Regions from separate parts of the Mus musculus genome. Here region 2 is linked to region 1. Evidence: chromatin contacts called from public HiChIP or PLAC-seq data. All regions are on one chromosome and are shown on one strand. The core of a region is the stretch at or near the end of the contact, and the rest is flanking DNA. Distances in the headings are between cores, read along the strand shown.

Region 1 (3,925 bases), core at 789-3,288:
TTCCCTGGTCTGAGGGATAGGTTAGGGAGCTAACACCACTGATCTTGTGGACAAGAACAACAGCTTTATTCCCCAACTTTGAGTCAGGCAGGGCGTATGTGTGACAGTGGACTGGATAGTGTGCTGTCAGGGACCTCCCAGCATAGAGAGGTCCAAATCCCATCACTAAGTGCGTGTCTGCCAACACGAGGCAGGTGCACCTAGGATGAGGTGTGGGTTCTCACTCCCGCCATCCACTCTCTGGGTGGAGATCCGGGTTAAACAGTGGTGTCCTCTCTTCCCTCCCCAACTCCAGCTTCCACAAAGGCTGTACTTGTTCTCCTTACCTAACTAACTGCACCTTTCCTTTCTGGCTGCCTTTGCTGCTCTGCACTTTATAAGGCATAGAGGGCTAAGTTCAGGTGGAAAGAAAAACTAAATCTGGAATTACATCTGTATCAGTAACATCTTAATCAAGTCACCAGCTGCCAGCACTGTGTTAGGTGTAAATAACAGGCAGATGTACCTAATGGGAGGAGAAAGTAATTGCCTCCTTCACACTCCATTCAAGCATTCAAGAGACATGGTATCTTTTTTGTGTTCCTGTGTTATATGTGTGTACATGTGAACTGGCACACATGAACATATGTGCATGTGTGGAGGACAGGCCAATGTTGCTTTCTCTCTACCCTATTTAATTTTTTTGGAGATAGGATCTTTACTGAACCTGGAACTCTCTGATTTAGCTAGACTAGCACTAAGTACATGCCTGCCATATTTGAAAATTTAAAATATGACCTCCAGATTTTGAAGATTTGGATTCAAGACCTAGACTTTCCACTAATAACTGGAACAGCCTTGGCCAAGTTAGTTATTCTTATCCTTGGATTCCTCACATGGAAATGGAAATACAGCATTGCTGAGAAGATCACTTAAGACAACAACAACAACAACAACAACAACAACAACAACAACAACAACAGGCCAGAGAGGATTGCTTAGCCACTATGAATATTTGTTGCTCTTGTATGGGAGTAGGGTTTGCTTTCCAGTACCCACATGGTGGCTCACAACTATCATAACACTCTGGTTCCAGATTTGAAGCATGATGCTAAACTTCTCAGGTACCAGGCACACAAGTGGTACACAAATATACAAGCAAGCAAAACACTCAGGCGTAAAAATAAATTATAATATAGGGAGAGTCATTATAAACACACAAATTAAGCAAAACAACAGCAAAAATAATAAAATCCTGATTATTAATTGGGAGATGAAGTTACCAGTGAGGTCCCTGGTGGTGGAGTTAGGACTTCTTGCACAGGCATAAAAATATTGCTGGGCAAATGGTAGATCAGAGTACAATATCCAGAGACTACCCCACCCGGGGATCCATCCCATAATCAGCCATCAAACCCAGACACTATTGCATATGCCAGAAAGATTTTGCTGAAGGGACCCTGGTATAGCTGTCTCGTATGAGGCTATGCCAGTGCCTGGCAAATACAGAAGTGGATGCTCATAGTCATCTATAAGATGGAACATAGGGCCCCCAATGGAGAAGCTAGAGAAAGCACCCAAGGAGCTGAAGGGGTCTGCAACCCTATAGGTGGAACAACACTATGAACTAACCAGTACCCCCAGAGCTCGTATCTCTAGCTGCATATGTATCAGAAGATGGCCTAGTCGGCCATCACTGGGAAGAGAGGCCCCTTGGTATTGCAAACTTTATATGCCCCAGTACAGGGTGGGTAGGGGAGCATATAGGGAACTTTCGGGCTAGCATTTGAAATGTATATAAAGAAAATATATAATAAAATTAAAAAAAAAAAAAGATAGATCAGTGTCTCTTGGGAAAGGCTACATGTTTTGGAGCCAGGCAGATCTGGGTATTGTGATATTTGGCAGTATTATCTTTTGTATGGAGGGGGGGTCCTTCCCATAATACCACAAAATTCACTACCAATAAATCACTGAGTCAGAGACTGCCCGAACTTCAGGGGAGGGCGTGGCTTCTGTCCACTTCCTGAGCCTTCTACCGGAACCCGCGCATGCCCCGGAAGTAGTCGTTGAGCTCTTTAGGCGGGTCTCGGTGAGAATCGGTGGACCATGCTGCTCTCCGCTGTCTCTTGTAAGTCGGTCTGAGGCGGCGGCAGGGCCTGCGGCGTGGAGCCGAGGCGGTGACCCGCAGGTCCCGAGGTGGAGCCCGGAGGGGTGGAGGACCTGGCGCGGCGGCTGCCACCCCGCGGCGCGCCTCCGGGTCTGGTGAGAAGGCGGCGGGAGCCCCGTCGCCCTCTGCAGGGGTGTCCGAAGAATGTCTACTGGCCGCTGTGGTATTACCCCGCTGCCTGGCTCCTGGCTGACATCCTGATTAGAGTTAGCATCTCAGGCGACTTTGCTGCAGTCTGTAAAGTTCAAACAAGAGCTGTGTTGCAGTACAAATATTTACACTATAGAAGGGTGGGGATAGAGCAGATATTACTTAGAACGATGTTAAGATGGCAGACAACTGTTGATTATACCAAGACAACAACAACAACAAAACATTCATAATTGTGTGGGCCAGACTCACACCAGGAAAAAGTTATTTTAGTGTAAAGTGGGGAATACTTTTAAAGTGTTTTTGGTTACAACTAATGTTGATAAGCACTTCGAATGAAAAAAATAACAACCTTATCTTTTTTCTTTCTTCCAACCTTTACACACACAAGTTGCCAAGAGCAAGTCAAAGTAAGTAAGGTTTTTGTTTTATTGGCCCAGTGTTTGGGTTTGATCTCCCAAGAGTTGATCTGGGGTTATTTATTTGGTTAATTATTTTGTTGATGTGAGCACCTTGGGGGAAAAGTCCTTTGATGGTGCTACCATTGACAGTTCGATCCTGGGTTGCAGATACATAAGCTGAGAATGCATCTGATATACCAAAACCACAGATCATGTCGCTTAGCAACCCTGCTTCCTCTTCCCTTTGTGGCTGGTAGGAAGCCGAGGTACCCGTTACTAACTGGGGAAGAGAGCACAGTGGGAAATGTGGCCTCTTGCAAAGCAGTGCATTTGCACTGGGTAAACTGAGGATGTAAGTTGAGGACTGTGCTGTCTCCCTTCTGTCCCAGGGAGTATTCACAGCCTTTGTGTAAAGGAACTTTGCTTCTGGTCTCACCTCAGAATCTATTAGTTCATTGCTTTGCTCCTAAAGCAAGCATCAGGCTGGTGATCTGTTTGGCTCTACCTAACCAGAGCCATTTGCCTGAGTCTTCTGCAGGAATCTACAGATGAGCTCTGATTTGATGGAAACCTAGAGCCTGTTTATAGAAGTCAGTCCAAGCACTAGAAAGATTGCAGAGCTAAGCGTTAGGCAGCTGGAACTGAGAGGCTAGACCTGTGCCTTGCCTATGGGCCAGTCCATCTGTTCCATAATTTCAGCCCTAGGAGGCACAGACTTAGTGTCTTGTAGGGCTCCTCACAGAGTAAGTACCCCATAGAGACTTGTTGAATCCGTGTGACTGAATGGATAATTATGTTAATTATATAACCCTCTCTCCCCTCCAGTACTGGGCATTGAACCTAGGCCCATGCTGGGCACAAGCTCTCTTCCTGAATTCTGTTCAGCCTCATATTTGTTTTTCTAAGTTTTCAGACTCAATGAGTTGCCCAGGTTGGCCTTGAACTTGTGAACTTCCTGCTCCAGCCTCCTAAGTGGTTAGGGTTATTGGCCTGTACCACCATACCTAGCATCATTGTCTTTCTTGTTCCATCAACAAATACTGTAGTCTTCAGGGGCATTGTTTGAGGAGTAATGTGGCCTTCTTGGCTTTATTTTGTTTTGAGACAGGATCTCAGTCTGTGGTCCAGGTTGATCCTCCTGTCTCAGCCTTCAGAGTGCTGAAATTATAGATGTGAGCCTCCATGCCCGATTGTGGTTTCAAGTGCTTCAGATGTGTAATGGCAT
Region 2 (3,925 bases), core at 925-3,424, 540 kb after region 1:
TGGAAGTTCTTCCTCCCAGATGAGGCAGATCAGGGAGTGATCAGTCCACCGTGGGAGGCTCCCTCAGCAGGGCCCTCCACGCCTAAGCATTCTCTCATACTTTACTTTGGGGAGCTGGACCTTTTGTGACTCCCTGAGGGCATCTCTCACCACCAGCCCAGAACATCTCTTCTGAATCCTCCCGACTGTCCTCCCCTCTTCCCAGAAGTCTCACACCCTACCTCTCCAGCTCCCCCGCATCCTGACCCAGCTACCCAGGCTCTGAGGCACAGCCTCCACAGGAACCTCTGACATTCATCAGACCCTTGAGACAGAGGGAAACTTTTTTTTTTTCTTCACTCGGGAATACACCGTAGTGTGCTTAATGAAGCTCTTGCCTGTATCTCTGCATTTGTGAATGGGAATCTTCATTAGAGAAAAAGTGGGGAGGAGCCTGGTGACCCATACCTCCCCCCCCACCCTACCCCCACCATTCTGATCCACAGGCACTGACAGCTGCTCTGTCTTTGTATTAAGGAGGGGAGCGGAGGCCCCCATGGTGACCTTAGCATCCCCACAGGCTCTCACAGTCTGTCATCTCTCTATTGGGTACATTGTGGAGCTAAATGTGCTGCTTGGAGTCTCTGGTTTAGGGAACGTCAGAAACTAAAGAGAGGGAAGATCCAGCAGGAATTGCCTGGGCATTTATTACAAGTCAGGTGCTGTCTGTTTCAGTCCCATCCCCCCCCGGGGGGGTGGCGGGGGGGGGTAGAGGGCTGTCATGGGGGTCTGCTCTTGTGCAGCTCAGGCTGTGTGCGCTGGTGGGCTGAGATGGTAAAGAAGAATTGAGTAGAGTCTTCCTTTCGCTATGAGTATCCCAGTCTAACCTGTGGCACCACAAGGGTTGAATGCAGTAACATGCAAAAGCTGGAGTCACGTGCCCTGGGATTCAAACCTGGGTAACTCTGCCAGCTCTGTAACTTTGAGCAAATGACCAAACTTCTCTGAACTTTGGTTTTCTCCTCTTCAAAACGGGTGGATGATAACATCTGCTTTCAGAAACTTCTAGAGGGTTAAATGAGATTATCTGTGAAATATGTGACCTAGTGACAGGCATGAAGTAAGCGCTCAGTTACAGCAGCTCCAGATGTTAATTCACCTGCTGGACAAGCCGTCTTTGCTCCTTCAGAAGTAAAGCGATATGAGCCACCATGTGACTCACACCCAGTTAACTCTCTGGCCAGGTGTGTGAGACGCTTGTGGTAGGTCTCCCGAGGACACCTCAGATCTCCCTTTCATGCCTGGACTGGGCTTGTCCCACAGGTCAGCCTGTAGGCTTCTGTCCCTCATACCCTTCTTTCCCCTTGCAGGAGACCGAGGAGCTGGAAGAGGAGAAGTCTGGGCTGCAGAAAGAGATTGCTGAGCTGCAGAAGGAGAAGGAGAAGCTAGAGTTCATGTTGGTGGCTCACGGCCCCGTGTGCAAAATCAGCCCCGAGGAACGCCGATCGCCCCCCACCTCCGGGCTGCAGTCCTTGCGCGGTACGGGCAGTGCCGTTGGCCCCGTGGTGGTGAAGCAGGAGCCTCCCGAAGAGGACAGCCCCTCTTCCTCAGCAGGGATGGACAAGACCCAGCGCTCTGTCATCAAGCCCATCAGCATCGCCGGGGGTGGTTTCTACGGGGAAGAGCCTCTGCACACCCCCATCGTGGTGACCTCCACGCCTGCCATCACTCCCGGCACTTCAAACCTTGTCTTCACCTACCCCAATGTCCTGGAGCAGGAGTCGCCTTCGTCGCCCTCAGAGTCCTGCTCCAAGGCTCACCGCAGAAGCAGTAGCAGTGGGGACCAGTCATCAGACTCCTTGAACTCCCCCACACTTCTAGCCCTGTAACCCTGTGCTCCTCTGGCCAGCTCTGGAGGAATCCTCATCCATCATTACCACACCCTTCCCAGGGACCAGCACCTTTAAGCACTCCAGGGCCTTGAGGGAATAAGGGGCCCCTGGCTCTGGGGACCCACCCGGTGGGACTTAGTGGTGAGACACTGGTTGATCTCTTAGAAGCCCTGGGACACGCCCTCCCTCATTCATCTTGCAAGCGAAGCGAATCCTTTTTCTTGAGAAGCCTCAGAGAACTTGGTTTGTGGACTCAGACGCGCCTGCGGCTACCCCCACCTCACCCCACCCCCCCCTCTTCTGAAGCCCCGCCCCCTGGAGCTGGCCCGGATGGTTTCTGTCCCTTTGTTATCCGTTGTCTCTGAAGTGGACAGTATCCTTTCCTGCCCCGCCAAGCATGCTCAGTGCCTTTTGGTTTCCCCTCCTTCCCCTAGATTCAGTTTTGCTCCCTCTGGGTTTTTATAAGATTTGCCATGACATTTCATCTGGGTGGTCCAGATAGTAAAGCGCTTTTATTTCTGGAGCTGGGGAAGCAGATGACTCTTCCACTGGGGCGGAAGGGGCACCCACTGTGTCCCGAAGGGGCAGTCAAAGTGCAATATTATTGAAACTTCCCTCCCTACACACCCAGTGCGCTGTGGTTACAGACCGTGGGCTCCCTGAGTTCTGCCGGTGAGCTGCCGTCACTGGGATGCGCCAAGGACCTTTCCTCCCCGGTCTCAGAGATGCACATCTCTTTGAGGATCGGCTTGGCTGGAAGACAGGGTGTGAGTGCGACAACAGGGGCACAGGTTGGGTTTGCCAAACGTCTAATTACCAAGCCAGGATTTGTGCCAACAAAGCCACATGGCTGTCCTAGTGAGCTTCCTTTCTTACCTGTCTTGAGCTGGGCGTCTCTTTAATTACTGCCTCTGCCCCGGACCCTTCTCTCTAGACTTGGGAAGCACTCCTTCCTAGAAGCCACACATCACTCCAAGGCTCAGCTGGGCGCTGCTCATCCCCAACTCTCATAGTGACATCACCTGTGGATATTTAATGAGTGTGGGATGCGGGGTCTGCGGTAGAGATGGTTTCTGGCAGCCGCAGCAGCCCCAGGTACCTAGCCTCCCCTGGCTGCTCTCCTGTCAGTGAGATGCAGGAGCCGCCCTCTGCTCTCAGTGGTCTCTGCTACTGATGAATCCAGTGGGTTTCCTTTCATATTCTCCTGGCCAACTCCAGAGTGGCCTCCTAACCCAGCAGGCCCACCCCTCTGGGAGTCGTTGGTCTCCACCAGTTTTGTTAGGCTTTGAGTGTCTATTCGGTTCCTATCAAAGCTAGTGTGTATTCCTTTCCACTACAGAAGAACCATCACTCTCATGGGTGTCCCAGCCTCCAGCAAGGGCACAGCTCTGTCCCCTGCCTTTCTCTCCCTTTGTCCCCACTGCATGTTGACACAAGTATGGAAGTGGAGCCTGGTTAGAACTTGTTTCTAGTGCTAATGCTCTGACCTAGTATTTCCATTGGAGATCACTGTCCAGCCATCTAAAGCCCTGTTATTCGAGTCAAGCTTATCCCCATTTTTGAGAGAGAAGGGGTACCTTCACAGACCGATGCCCTTCTTACCCCAAGTTCCCATAAACACTTGCATGCAGAAGCACACAGGACACAGGGACCATGTGGGAAGCATGCTCAGCCTAGCAGAGCTGAAAGGAGCAGGCTTGGCTTGGTAGAGAGGGGGGCAGAAAGGAGATAATCTCAATGTGTTCTTTCCTGTATGCCTTGGCTCTAACTCTGCTGCTCTGGTCTCCCAGAGCCTCTAGGGGCAGGGGAGTGCTCCACAAGGTGGTTTGCTGGCTTCAGAGCCCTAGAAGCACAAGACAGTGGAGCCAGCGGAGCCGGGACTAGAGGAGTTGGGCAGTCTCAGTTGAGAAGCTTTATCGCCTCAAGCCAAGTGGGAGCTCTCTCCCTCATGCCTGTGGGTATTTCTGAAATGAAGCTGCGCCCTGTTCTGTCCTTTCCCAAAGCCCCCTTCTGCCCATAGCATGGATCCAACCCAGGTCACAGGCCTGGGACTT

Evidence for each region. HiChIP or PLAC-seq counts read pairs in DNA pulled down with a chosen protein or histone mark.
Region 2: a contact with region 1 is called in an H3K4me3 HiChIP or PLAC-seq map of embryonic midbrain, with 9 times the contacts expected there. The contact joins the enhancer-like site here to the promoter of Mrpl33 in region 1. A contact is called at or near these places in 1 of 39 promoter capture datasets (macrophages), 1 of 15 datasets of contacts at CTCF or cohesin (the NIH/3T3 cell line), 29 of 484 Hi-C or Micro-C datasets (the AtT-20 cell line, B cells, CD8 T cells and 21 more), 23 of 115 datasets of contacts at active chromatin or transcription factors (CD4 T cells, the HPC-7 cell line, astrocytes and 18 more) and 5 of 9 other capture datasets (adipose tissue, embryonic stem cells, embryonic tail and 2 more).

What each region holds. Positions count from the first base shown.
Region 1 is chr5:31,611,913-31,615,837 of GRCm38.p6, forward strand. Mrpl33 (mitochondrial ribosomal protein L33) reads left to right here and starts at 2,039. Exons shown (of 4, transcript NM_025796.3): 1 at 2,039-2,110; 2 at 2,691-2,709. The coding sequence starts at 2,089. The region is part of intron 2 of Gm38424 (a long non-coding RNA gene); the gene reads left to right.
Region 2 is chr5:32,151,322-32,155,246 of GRCm38.p6, forward strand. It overlaps Fosl2 (fos-like antigen 2), which reads left to right. Exons shown (of 4, transcript NM_008037.4): 4 at 1,350-3,925. The coding sequence ends at 1,868. Among named protein-coding and RNA genes, the nearest start is that of Fosl2, 17 kb to the left of the region's middle. Within about 2 kb of position 2,175, at least 7 of the 459 cell types and tissues checked have an H3K27ac peak or open chromatin away from gene starts, as enhancers often do.